3 separate regions of the Mus musculus genome follow, and regions 1 and 3 are each linked to region 2. A link is a contact called in public ChIA-PET data. All regions are on one chromosome and are shown on one strand. The core of a region is the stretch at or near the end of the contact, and the rest is flanking DNA. Distances in the headings are between cores, read along the strand shown. Region 1 holds the start of Tex15 (testis expressed gene 15). Region 2 overlaps Wrn (Werner syndrome RecQ like helicase). Region 3 holds the start of Ubxn8 (UBX domain protein 8).

Region 1 (4,162 bases), core at 442-2,941, 260 kb before region 2:
TCTTTGTGACAGTTATATGGTGATGCTTCCCCATTTTCATTTTCCCTCCGGACACATGTATATTCTCCAATTATGTTGCAAACTGAACTGTCAAGAGAGATGTCAATGGCAGCTGATGAAATAACTCTATCAATGAGCTTTTCACTGGCCAGGGGAACATCTTTTGCTTCCTGGAAGGCATCAGACAAAATGTTACCAAAGTTCTGATTATTTTGTACTGTTTTTAATTCTATTAGCCCTTGAGTCATGGCAAAATTTGTATTATCTTCATGCTCCAAAGAGTGTTGCGGGTACTTTTGTGAAAGACACTCTATAGTTGGAGTAAGAGAACACTCTAATTCCAATGCTGCACGATATAGTTCATTTTTATCCCCTGTGGAAGATATGGGAAACTTGGGCACTTGTAACTTATGAGTAACTCCGATTTTTTCACAATTACCACTTAAAGAATTAAGATTTCCTCCTTCTTTGTGTTCCTGGTACAATGTATTGGAATTATCAATTGGGCTACTAACAGTTTCATTACTAAGAACAGTTTCTTTGCACCAAGTATGGTTTACTCCATCTTTAGTGCTGTCTTCTGTGCTGATGGAGGCTCTCATCATTCCCGTATCTTGGATGTATTCACATAGATTTCCTTTCTTCTGGGCTGGGAAGACTGTAGACATCTGGTGACCAACCTTATATATACTGTTTATATCAGAAGATGGTGACTCTTGAGAGAAATGACCCTGAGAGTCGTTGCTACAAGTATTTTCTGATTCATCGGAGTTCCGTGACTCACTGCTCAGAGCTGTTAAAACTGGGACATTGCTTCTCATTTGAGCTCTCTGGACCTGTTCTTCACTGTGTTTTTGTTTCCTGACATCTGAAAATGCATTTGATAAAGAACTGGGGAAGGAAGAACTGTGTTGCTCTTTAAATTGTTCTGTAACAGCAATGCTACTGGATGCTATACAGTCATGGCCCTTTGAGCTGCTATTATGAGCCTGATAGTGTGAACTTTCAGAAGAGAATTTGAAGCAAGAGGCATTCAAACAACTAGTAATGGTATTATCAGCAGGAACTTCCGATGAAGAGATGGAACTAGTTGGCATACATGTCAGCTTTATTTGTGAATCACCACAACCCAAACTCTTATCCAATGGCAAAACATCACTCAAACCTGCAGTATCACTTTTGTTTCTCATGCTCTGTTCTCTCTTCATAAGTCTTGGGTCCTTAATGAGTTTTGAAGTAATAACTGTACTTGAGCCAGTATTGTTGTGAGAGGGAAAAGCAGCAGAAATACTACTTAAAATACTTCTAAGATATGTCACACTGAACAGGTCACCATTACCACTTGCTGTGTTACCAGTGGGTATGAAAGAAAAACCTGAATTGTGTGTGTATACTTGAGAAGCATCTCTAAGATTTGATGAATTTTCTGTCTGTCTGTTGTATGCTTCAAGCACAGAATTGTTTCCATTTTGTACATTTCCATAAGAACTAGAAGTATCTGAGCTGAAAGGACCCATCTCTGAATTTAGTGCTTTACATGGACAATTTTCCTGAACAAATGGATCCACAGGTTTCCTGAAGTGTTCAAAGATGACTGTAGCATCTTTTCCTTTTCCAATTCTTTTAGCAATTGTACAGTTATTCAGAGAACATGCTCTTTCTGTGGAAACATAAATAAAAAAGTATGTCATGGGTGAGTGTAGCTGACAGTTCAGTTAAATAACCCAATGATGATCATCTCTTCTTGCAGAAAAGAAAAGAGATTGAGACTAAGTAACAAAATATTGAAATGGAAAATATGAACCTAGTCTAGCAACTTGACTGCATGACAACACATGTACATACATGTAAATAAAATACATTAAAAAAATTAAAGTAGGGAGAAAGAATCCTATAAACCCTTTCTCTATAGCCATAGCATAGTAAGCACCCTTGGAAGTAATGAAGACTGAACATTTTAGCCACACGCTTGGGATAAGTTTTGAAAGTAAAATTGGGTGTGGTGGCACATGCTTGTAATCTCATCACTTTAGAGGCTGAGGAAGTAGAATGGTTAGCCTGGGTTATATATACCAAGTACCAGACCAACTAAGGTTACATAGCAACATGGCTTATCAAAACAAAACACTTTAGAAAAAGGCCCAAATCAGTTGACTTAGAAATTATTTACTGCTGATCTTACTGAAGTAAAAAAGATTCTATAGAGCTGGGGGCAATGGTGGTGCACACCTTTAATCCTAGAACTTGGGTGACAGAGGCAGGTGGATTCTGTGAGGTCAATTTGTTTGAGGCCAGCCTGGTCTATAGAGTAAGCTCCAAGACAGCCATGGCTACACAAAAACCATGACTTGTCTCAAAAAACAAGACTCTAGAGGAATACCGTATTAGAAACAACTGTATGTTAATATATTACGTAAGAAAAATGAAACGAACAAGTTCCTATATAAACAAAAAGTACAGAGAAAGCTTTATACATCTGTGACCATTTGTGTTTTTTTCCCCATTTTTTCATTTGACAGTTTCATACTTTAAATAATGAAGTTTAATTATTCTCACCCCCACATGTCCCTTCCTCATCCCTCTTCCTATCCAACTGCCAGCCATCCTCATATAGAAGATATGTCAGAGAAACTGGTAAGAACAGACACTATACTGGCTAGCCAAAAGCTAATAGTGATCTTTTTGCCAGAAAAATTTTTGACTCCAGACAAAAGTACTTTTAAACAGTTCTTTGAGCTGGGCGGTGGTGGTGCACACCTTTAATCTCAGCACTCGGGAGGCAGAGGCAGGTGGATTTCTGAGTTTGAGGCCAGCCTGGTCTACAAAGTGAGTTCCAGGACAGCCAGGGCTATACAGAGAAACCCTGTCTCGAAGAAAAAAACAAAACAGTTCTTTGACAAATATAATTTTACCATATATTAAATTTATATAAAAGGAAATTTATATACAAGTAAGAATATGCTTATTTTTACATGAAAATTAAATGTTGGCTGAATGCTTGGTACACTAAGAGCACTTTCAATATCTTTAAGAGTTAACTGATGCTTTAATTTTCTAATCATCAATCATGAGAAAGTTTTTTCTTTCCTAAATATATAGTATAAAATGGGACAATATTAACAACTATTTCTGAAAATTTTGTAAATTGTCTAAAGTTAAGCTGGGCAGTGGTGGCACACACCTTTAATCCCAGTACTTGGGAGGCAGAGGCAGGCTGATTTCTGAGTTGGAGGCCAGCCTGGTCTACAGAGTGAGTTCCAGGACAGCCAGGGCTACAAAGAGAAGAGAAACCCTGTCTCGATAAACAAAACAAAACAAAAACAAAACAAAAAAGCTAAATTAATTTAAAAGTAACTTTAAAATCACACTTTCTAGCATAACAGAATCCAAAGATACACTAATTTGATACATGGTGTGGATGACAGGAGCAACACTGTAAAATTCTCTTTTTCTGGAATTGAGCTTCTGAATCTCAGGCAAAGGCTCAGGCAGTATGTGTTGGCACTGCACTGTGTGATGGGGTATATAGACACAAGGCACACACCATATATTCAAAGTGGCAGGGAAGTTACACCCCACAGAAGTGTGAGTAAAACAAGACACACCTTGGACTCATAACAGTTTGATTTGGAATGAATTTTTTGGTCATTTCATGTTCATACACTTTTTATTGTTGCCAAAATTTTCATAATTCTCACATATGGGGTCATGACTCATAGTCTAAGAAGCTGTGATACTGACCTACAGGTAAGTGAAAGTATTAAAACACTACTTAAAAACTCAACACTTGATGACTTCACAAGTGAAGTCAAATATTTGAAAAAATCAATACCAAATCAGCACCAACTTAAAAATATAGAATACTTCTCAACTCAGCCTATGAGATCATACTACCCTTATATTAAGATGACACATAAACATCTCAAGGAAACTACATATTGCTATCTCTTATGAATACAAGGATAGAATTCGTTAATAAAATTGTAGCAAGCAGGGGCTGGTGAGATGGCTCAGCGGGTAAGAGCACCTGACTGCTCTTCCAAAGGTCCAGAGTTCAAATCCCAGCAACCACATGGTGGCTCACAACCACCCGTAATGAAATCTGACTCCCTCTTCTGGAGTGTCTGAAGACAGCTACAGTGTACTTACATATAATAAATAA
Region 2 (4,504 bases), core at 149-2,648:
TTAATATTTATGGAAATATATTATCACAGTGTACCTATGCTCTCTCTCTGTTAGCTCTCATTGGCATGTTTTTGCCTGTAATGGAAAACAAGTTTGATGTCCAGTCTGTAATAGCTGGAAGGTGTTCCTTCAAGCATCTCTCTATGGGTTTAGCCTTATAGATTTACCTTATAGATTTACCTTATAGATTTACCTTATAGATCTATAGCCTTATAGATCTACCTTATAGGTCAATTTCATGGTTGGATCTAAAAAACTGGTTATCAGTAACTCTGTATTCTGAGTATATTTTTTTCCACTTTCAGTGTTTATTTGTTTTAATTTATAATGATGTTAAATTAATAACTTCTGTAAGTAAATAAACATTAAGAGCCTTTGACAAGTAGTTATTACTTTTTATGAGGTAAATGGTCAGTGCTGCCGAGCTGAGGACACTGTTCAATGATTCTGTTTGCCTAGCATGCTCCAGGCCTGGCTTCAAACCTCATTCAGTTTCATTTATTTTTGTTTTTACTCCGTGTGTTGGTGTTTGTGGTCACAGGGTAACTTGAAGGAGAAGGGGAGATGGTCCTCTCCGTCAACCATGTGGGTTCTGGGCATTTGCTGTTATGCCAAAGGGAAGTGGTTTTACCCACTCCCTCTTGCTCACCTTAGACACTGTATGTTTTGTTTATTGTGCTTTTCTTCCTCCCCCCCCCTCCCTCCCTCCCTCCCTCCCTTCCTGTGAATCAGTTTAGGAGAATGATACAGGAGGATCAGATAGTCTGACCTCCCTTCTGTTTTAAAAACATACACACAAGTGAGCAAACAAAACCAGATAACACGTGTAAGTTTTTCATCACTAGAGCAGAATTGTTTGCTTTTAATAGATAAAAATATTTCCCTGGGTGATTTAGAAAAAGGGATAAGGAAAATGAAAATTATTTTTTTAAATATTTCCACTGGCCTTTGTTTGCAGGAAATAGTAAAAAGCCTACAAAAATGAATATACTTGGGATGTTATTTGTACAGTAGTCTGACATTTAACTAATCAGATTTGTCATTTTTAGGTAAATGTTACATATATTTTTTTTTAAAGTAGTCCGGGTCTATAACAGAAATAGCAAGCATACTTCATGGGGTGCCTTCCCAGGCGTACTTGTGATTGTCTTTTAACTTTGGGAATGAGACTTGAATGGCAGATGCCTAAATGAAATCTCTATAGGACCTTGGAAGACCCTTGAACTTTTGCATTCAGAGTGAATTTTGCCAAAGCTTGTCTGAACTAACTGTGCAGGTGAAAGTTCAACTCTATTAACTGCTTGTCAGATCTCTTTTAACTTAAAGTCTAGCCATGTTAATTTCTACATTCAGAATAAGTGTATGAGTAACACTGGCATTTCCGCAGTCACTCAGTGGTATAAAGTCAGCGTTTGCCTCTTCGCTTCCTTCCTTCTCGCAGTCTGAGGTCATCGGTGTAATCTCAATGAGTTGCTCTTGTTTCTTTTGTTTCCTCTCTGGATTGTGAGACCCTTGAGGTCAAGTGTACTTTGGTTACCCAGAAAAGGGTTAATTCAGTTTTCTTATTTAGATAGTGCCTCCAGCAGCTCAGGCCGGTCTTGAACTTTCTATGTGGCTGAAGAGAGCCTTGAATTCCTGCTCCTGAATTACATGCGTGTGGCTCTTAAAAGGGCTTTAAATCATAATGACCATGTAGTAATAACCGCTGAAGTATATTTTTATTAAGCTCTTTTTGGGCCCATCCTTATCTGAGTGTGTTATGTGAATGTTCTAATTTAACCTTAGAGTAGTAAGAAGTATTAGGTGCTGTTACTACCTACTGTGTTTTATTTTTGCTTATGATGCTGTTTGTGCTGCTGGTGCTGCTGGGGGTGATGGTGGTGATGGTGATGGTGGTAGTGGTGGTGATGATGTTTGTGGTGGTAGTGGTCAGTGTGTGTATGTGTGTGTATGTGTGTGTGTGTGTGTGTGTGTGTGTGTGTGTGTGTGTGTGTGTGTGTGTGTGTGAAATACCACAGTGTGTTTGTAGAGGTCAGAGAACACCTGTGTAAGTGGGAGACAGTTCTCTCTGTGGTTTCTGAGGGTTGAACTCAAGTTCTCAGACTTTTACCCACTGAGCCTTCTCAGCAGGTCCACGATGTAGTTTTGAGGAAACTGAGAACTGAAAAGATTTGTAGCTTCTCAAGGCTTTGTGTACAGCTAATCTAATTCTAAAGCACATGTTTTAAATCATCTCACTGATAGGGTATATCAGCAAATAACAGAAGGTTATTTTTCTCTTAAAAGTACTAATTTGATAAGGGTAAAGGCATTACTAGTCAGTTCTTTGAAATGTCTGAAGATGTCATGATGATTACATAATGAAGCCCTTTCAGATGCATTAAGACACCATTGATCTTGTTTTAGTGTGTGGTGTGGGGCCCAGTGGAGGGTTATGTTCTTTTTCACTACTTACTTTGCACACGGTGGGAATTAGTTCTCCCCAAGCCGTTTTATGTTAGCCAATGTGGATGTCATCTCGTCTTCAGTTATTGGCATTTCAGAGGAACTTCCTGTAATATGATATGTGCCGGATTGCAGATAACGATGTACTTAATCTCAGTAGAAATGTGCTGACTATTTGTCTCCGTTGATAGCTAATCTATGAGATAAGATTAACATTATTGCCAAAAAGAAATGGAACAATTCTTTTGAAAGGATATTGTTGTAGATGTTATAAGTGATAATTTTGGGACACAGTAATAATAAGCAATTTATGTCTTTGAGGAATAGTAATGAAAACTGAAAGATAGTGTGTTGTTTGAATTACGACGTAAATATTTCCTGTATGCGAATCTCTTTTATTCATTTCTCTTCTGACTTCGAAAGTTTGATGTTATCTGGTATTATTTATGCTTCTTATGTGTGTGTGTGTTTGAGCCCAATACTTTGATTTGACTTATACTTTCTGTGAGGTATATGTTCTAATAGGAACAGACAATATTGACTTAGCTAGCATTTTCCTTCTGAGCCTTATTTCTCCTGTATATTTTCTTCTGTGTAGGCATCACTCTCATTGCTGTGGATGAGGCTCACTGCATTTCAGAGTGGGGCCATGATTTCAGAAGTTCATTCAGGATGCTGGGCTCTCTTAAAACAGCGCTCCCATTGGTAAGCCTTGCCAGATCTCATGCCCCCACCCCACCCATCTCAGCTGAGGACTGACCCCAGGGCTCCTACCACCAGGCTAGACCCTCAATCCCGAATTTACTGAAGTGACATTTTCATCAAGGCCTTTCCAGGACTGGGTAATGTCCACCCATCTCAAGACTTCTCTATAAAAGGGATCAGATGTGAGCAGTGGGGCATATTTAGTTTTAAAAATTTTTTAAATTCTCACGCTGGCTTCCTTTTGAGGTTGACGTGTAGCTTACTAAGGAGTACTCTTAACAGGAGTGTCCAGGCTGTGACATTGAGCTACTCCAGTGTCATCTACAAGGTTCTCCCTCAAGAACCACGAAATTGTGTTATTCAAAGACATCACAAAGATGCCTCTGTTTTAGTTCACGTGTGACTTTGTGTTGTGCCACATTCCTACTGTCAGGGCACGGGTTGGATGCTCTTCACTAGGACAAGAGCTGGAAAACAAGTTTTGAACATGGCAGATAAAAATGGCAGTTACTATTCCTTAGTGAAAGGGGATACAGTTTCAAGAATCTGTGGATGCCTGGAAACACCCCCTCAGTGTAAATTATGCACAGTAGAAGAATTTTAAAAATGACTATCTGTGACAATATACTATAGCAAAAATGACCACAGTCATTATTCTTGACCGCGTGGCTCATGATTAAGTAGAGTAGGTAGCACCCAACCACAAGCACTTCCTAGTCTCCTAACTGAGATGGTTAGTCAGTAGCTAATGGGGGAGGCTGTGGATTGTGTGGAAACTTTGGACTAAGGGGAGAATGGGGTGACATCTTTGAGAGTACAGTGCAGAATTTCATCATGTTACTCAGCACACCTTTAATCCCAGCACTCGGGAGACAGAAGCAGGTGGATCTCTGAGTTTGAGGCAGCCTACTTTAGTCCTGTCTTAGGAGAAAGATAAAGGGAAATATAAGTTGGGTTTTAGGTTTTTTTTTGGTTTTTTGTTTGTTTGTTTGTTTTTGTTTTGTTTTTTGTTTTTTGGTATAACTTTTCATTTAGTATATTCAGACTTGGTTGTTCACAAGAATCTGAAATCAGAAAACGCCATTGTGGATAGAGAAGGTGGGTGTGAAGTGGATGAGAGGGCGGGTGTGTGGTGGATAGAGATGGGAGTGTAGTAGATGGAGGGGGCAGGTGTGTGGTAAATGGAAAGGGCGGTGCGTAGTATAGTATGGCTTTCACATACAGTTCTCTTTTCTTAAATAGTCCATAAAAAATGTAGTTACCTGGTGTTCCTCACTAATGGCCTCTGTAAAATGGGCTGGGGACTGCGATAGTTCTACTTATCACAGTTTGTAGAAACTTTTAGGTTGTTTGT
Region 3 (4,211 bases), core at 1,633-4,132, 330 kb before region 2:
GCAGGAAGTGCTGGTTGTCTATGCTGAGAACACTCTCAGGTGTGCATGCGCGTGTAGGTCAAGAGAACAACTTTCGGGAGAGTTGGTTCTCTCCTTCCACTGTGGGTTCTGGAATGAACTCAGGTGTTACCCACTGAGCTATCTTGCCAGGCTGCAATTTCTATTTTTTTTTTTAAATTATCTTTTAGTTTTGACGATTTCTTTATTTTCTATTTATATAAATACACTGTCACTGTCTTCACACACACATCCGATCCCATTACAGATGGTTGTAAGCCACCATATGGTTGCTGAGAATTGAATTCAGGACCTCTGGCAGAGCAGTCAGTGCTCTTAACTACTGAGCCATCTCCCCAGACCTGAAAATTGTATTTCAAGGTCTAAAACCAGACATGCTGGTGTCACTCACTAGACTAATCTAGAAACCCAGGAAGAAGGAAAGAAACAGAAGGAATGCAGAACAAAATGAAGCTGGTGAGAACTGAAGGAATTCCTTGTCTGTCTTCATGTAGAATCAACACAGGCCCCAGTGGGAACATTGTATGAGTCAACCCAGCTGTGTAATCCATCTATCCTGTTATAATTCAAATGGCCTCCTTCTCATTACTGACTTGAGACTGTGCCCTCCTAGTTTGAACTCTTTGAGTCTAAAGTTTTTTTGTTGCTATTTATTTTTGAACGGGATCACACTGGGGCCTGAACCAGTCACAATCCTCTTGCCTGTTATTATACTCAGTAATAAGATTCATAGCCTATTTACAAAGCAATCTCCAATGGCCCTAGGTCCAATTTGCCATTGTGCTCTTAAATTTTTTTTTCCTTTTATTGAACGTACATTTTGGGGGCTGGAGAGACTGCTTAGCGGTTAAGAGCACTGACTGCTCTTCCAAAGGTCCTGAGTTCAAATCCCAGCAATCACATGGTGGTTCACAACCACCTGTAATGAGATCTGACACCCTCTTCTGGCGCATCTGAAGACAGCTACAGTGTACTTACATATAATAAATAAATCAATCTTTAAAAAAAAAAGAAAGAAAGAAAGTACATTTTGGGGGTTGGAGAGATGGTTCAGTGGTTAAGGGCACTGGCTGCTCTTCCAGAGGTCTTAGGTTTGATTCTCAGCACCCACTTGGTGGCTCACAAGTTCTAGGGGATATAGGCATAACACCATATACATAAAATAAAATTCCCCTCCTCACATATTATATCCTGATTACAGTTTCTCCTCCCCCTAGTCCTCCCCACCTCTCATCCCATCTGGATCCACACCTTTCCTGTCAATATGAAACAGGCTTCTAAAGGATAATTAAAATAGAACTAATACATCAGAATCAGAGAAAACAGACGGAAGGGGAAGAGCCCAAGAGAGAGTGTAAGAATCAAAGCCTCATGTTGGCACACTTGGGAATGCCATAAAAACACTAAACTGGAAGCCATAATATATACACAAAGGAACTTTAGGGTAAAAGGAGGTTAAAAAAAAAAAAAAGGCAGGACTCTGACATGACATTTCAAGAGCAGGAACCTCTAAGGTTGTATTGGCCATCCACTGCTGGCCATTCAGTCTACCATCGCAAATGTTTTTCAAGTGAGCCTTCCCTGGAGAGAGAATTTACTTTTTCAAGTGGTTATCAGTTGGAGATAGTGGCTGGATTAAGGATGGGGATAGCTGTCTACTTCTTTGGGCTCTAGGAGCTTATCGGTGAAGATCCACACAGGCTCTGTGCATGCTGCCTCAGTTCACTGAGTTCACATATTTATCGATCTTTTTTGCTTTGGAGGGCCTTGTTTTCTCCGTGCCCTTCATCCCTTTTGCTCTTACTCTTTCTGCCTCTGCTCCTTTGGGGTTCCCTAAGGGGAGGGTTTCATATTCACCCATTTAGGGCTCACTGTTCCAAGGTCTTGGACGCTCCTCTGTATACTTTTTTTTTCTTTTGTTTTTTTCAATCAGGGTTTCTCTGTGCAGTCCTGGAACTCACTCTGTAGACCAGGCTGGCCTTGAACTCAGAGATCCATCTGCCACTGCCTCCCTAGTGCTGTGGTTAAAAGTGTCCGAAGTCCAAACTCCAAACCTTCACACTTTAGTCACTATCTCCTCAGGAAATTCTTCTCCACACTGCAGAACGTGGTTCTGTAGCACTCTATACAGACATTCCTATCATGGCACCAGACATCAGATAGTCTCTGTACAGGACATGTATCCCAGGGCTGAGTTTGTTTAGGACAAATTCAGTAACTTACACATACTTGGAACTTAAGCTAAACTGAAGAGCGACTGGGGGTATTGATGGTTGAGGACTTGCCAAGTTGGGAATCTTGTCAGTGGGAAGGCCCTCCATTCCTGAACTCTAAGTTACCAGAGCTGAGTCATGGAGTGGCAGGGAAGTCACTGTGAGGCCAACGTTAAGTCATAACTGTAACACGTGTAGGCATTGACAGGGAGAACAGTGAGTGGGGGGCAGGTCTAGGGAACTCTCCACGCGGGTGTGGGGCAGGAACAGGCACTAGGGAGCAGACCCCACTTTTAAGCTTCCCGCAGGACCTGTTAGGAAGAGAAGATGCTTAGTAACTAGTTAGCTAAGAACCAAACGCCCTGTTACCCCCAAGGGACACAAGGCCACCGGGCCTCGCAGCGTCAACCGCCCCTTTTAAGTCATTTCAGTCTTCTGAGCACCATCTTTTAGACCTGCACAGTCTGATAAGCCACTGTCATCGTGACCAGCCTCAGATCCACAGGACAGGGACCGTCCCAGCCGAAGGAGATGACCCGCGCCGTCTGAGCAATCGCATCCGGGCCCGCGCCCCAGCCTCAGGGCACAGCATCCTCCCTCCATTCCTCCCAGCCCGAGGCCTCCGGGGCGAGCTCGCGGAAGGCACGGCCGGAAGGGGCGGGCACTGCGCCCAGCGAGCCCTCCGCGCCATGGCTTCTCGTGGCGTCGTGGGCCTTTTCTTGCTCTCTGCTCTCCCTCTCTTGTGTCTGGAGCTCCGGCGCGGGATCCCGAGTCTCGGTAAGTGTTGCCTTTCTCCTCTCGGTGCTCCCAGCTGGAGTGTTGTCACCTGAGCGGCGCGGACCTCCGCGCGCTTTTGACTACAATCCCCAGAATCCATCGCGCCCGCCCCTCTTCCGGAACCGCCTCCATTTCCGCGGGAAAAAGTTCTCTTGATCTCTGGCCAGGGTCGGCTTGGAAAGGGACCCGAGTGAGAAGCGCAGGGACAGATAGGAACTGTTTCGCCTCTAAGAGTAATGAGAGCCGGAAGTAAATAAGCTGATAGCTGAGCCATGTTTCAGGTGAAAGCCTTTGTGTCATGATCAAGGAATGGATGAAAGGGAGTCCCCAAGTACCATTTCTGAGAATCTTATTCTAAGTCAGACCCTGTTTGCAATCTCACTCTCCACTACTGCCACAACGACTTGTAGGTACTGTTAGCCTAAAAAACAGCGCTCTGCCCCAGAGCAGGTCAGAGTTTATTTTGGAATCGAATCTAAATGTCCGTGGTGTTCTGAGAATACGGATTTGGGTTACTTCAAATTCTCGGTTCCACGGTTCCAAAAGTTTTTATTGTAACAGCCAAAAAAATGTCACAAAACACCTTAAATATATGTAGGTCCATCAGGGAGATGAGTTACAGCAACGTGTAGGAAAACCTCTCGCAGAGGGCTCAGGTGCTCACAAAATAAACTTTTGGATTGGTAGAAGGTTGTGGGCTAAGTTAATATATTGTGTAGGTTCCATGTGATAGGCATAGTTAGGTCAGGCATATAGGTGAACAATGAGTGACTATTAAGTGGGCTAATTAAAGCCCATAATAATCCATGGTTAGGCTCTGGACCTGCAACATTTGAACCATTCCATAGTCTAAAAAGTTCTTATCAGTTAATCACCTTCTGTAGAACATAAAAGTAAGGGGATACTTGAGTTTACAGTACTGTTAAAATCTTTACATTTGAGAGCACTGTGATTTATTGAGGACGATCAGTGACTAATTGGAGGTGGTTTTGATTTTTTTTTAAGATTTATTTATTATATGTAAGTACACACAGTAGCTGTCTTCAGACACACCAGAAGAGGGCGTTAGATCTCATTATGAATGGTTGTGGGCCACCATGTGGTTGCTGGGAATTGAACTTAGGACCTTTGGAAGAGCAGTCAGTGCTCTTAACTGCTTAGCCATCTCTCCAGCTCTTTCCTTTCTTTTTCTTTCTTTCTTTC

What was found. ChIA-PET counts read pairs in DNA pulled down with a chosen protein or histone mark.
Region 1: a contact with region 2 is called in an RNA polymerase II ChIA-PET map of memory CD8 T cells, with 5 times the contacts expected there. The contact joins the promoter of Tex15 here to the enhancer-like site in region 2. A contact is called at or near these places in 6 of 484 Hi-C or Micro-C datasets (bone marrow-derived macrophages, embryonic stem cells, nephron progenitors and 1 more), 2 of 115 datasets of contacts at active chromatin or transcription factors (embryonic stem cells and memory CD8 T cells) and 3 of 9 other capture datasets (adipose tissue, embryonic stem cells and pancreatic islet).
Region 3: a contact with region 2 is called in an RNA polymerase II ChIA-PET map of effector CD8 T cells, with 13 read pairs. The contact joins the promoter of Ubxn8 here to the enhancer-like site in region 2. A contact is called at or near these places in 1 of 39 promoter capture datasets (hippocampal neurons), 8 of 115 datasets of contacts at active chromatin or transcription factors (the 230-238 cell line, bone marrow-derived macrophages, effector CD8 T cells and 4 more) and 2 of 9 other capture datasets (adipose tissue and liver).

Annotation. Positions count from the first base shown.
Region 1 is chr8:33,568,073-33,572,234 of GRCm38.p6, reverse strand. It overlaps Tex15 (testis expressed gene 15), which reads right to left and starts at 1,691. Exons shown (of 4, transcript NM_031374.2): 1 at 1-1,691. The coding sequence starts at 1,691.
Region 2 is chr8:33,304,300-33,308,803 of GRCm38.p6, reverse strand. Wrn (Werner syndrome RecQ like helicase) reads left to right here. Exons shown (of 34, transcript NM_011721.4): 17 at 3,044-3,150. Among named protein-coding and RNA genes, the nearest start is that of Wrn, 79 kb to the left of the region's middle. Within about 2 kb of position 1,398, at least 20 of the 459 cell types and tissues checked have an H3K27ac peak or open chromatin away from gene starts, as enhancers often do. A contact at or near this core is called in effector CD8 T cells and memory CD8 T cells, where this site is marked.
Region 3 is chr8:33,640,647-33,644,857 of GRCm38.p6, reverse strand. It overlaps Ubxn8 (UBX domain protein 8), which reads left to right and starts at 2,882. Exons shown (of 8, transcript NM_178648.2): 1 at 2,882-3,008. The coding sequence starts at 2,921.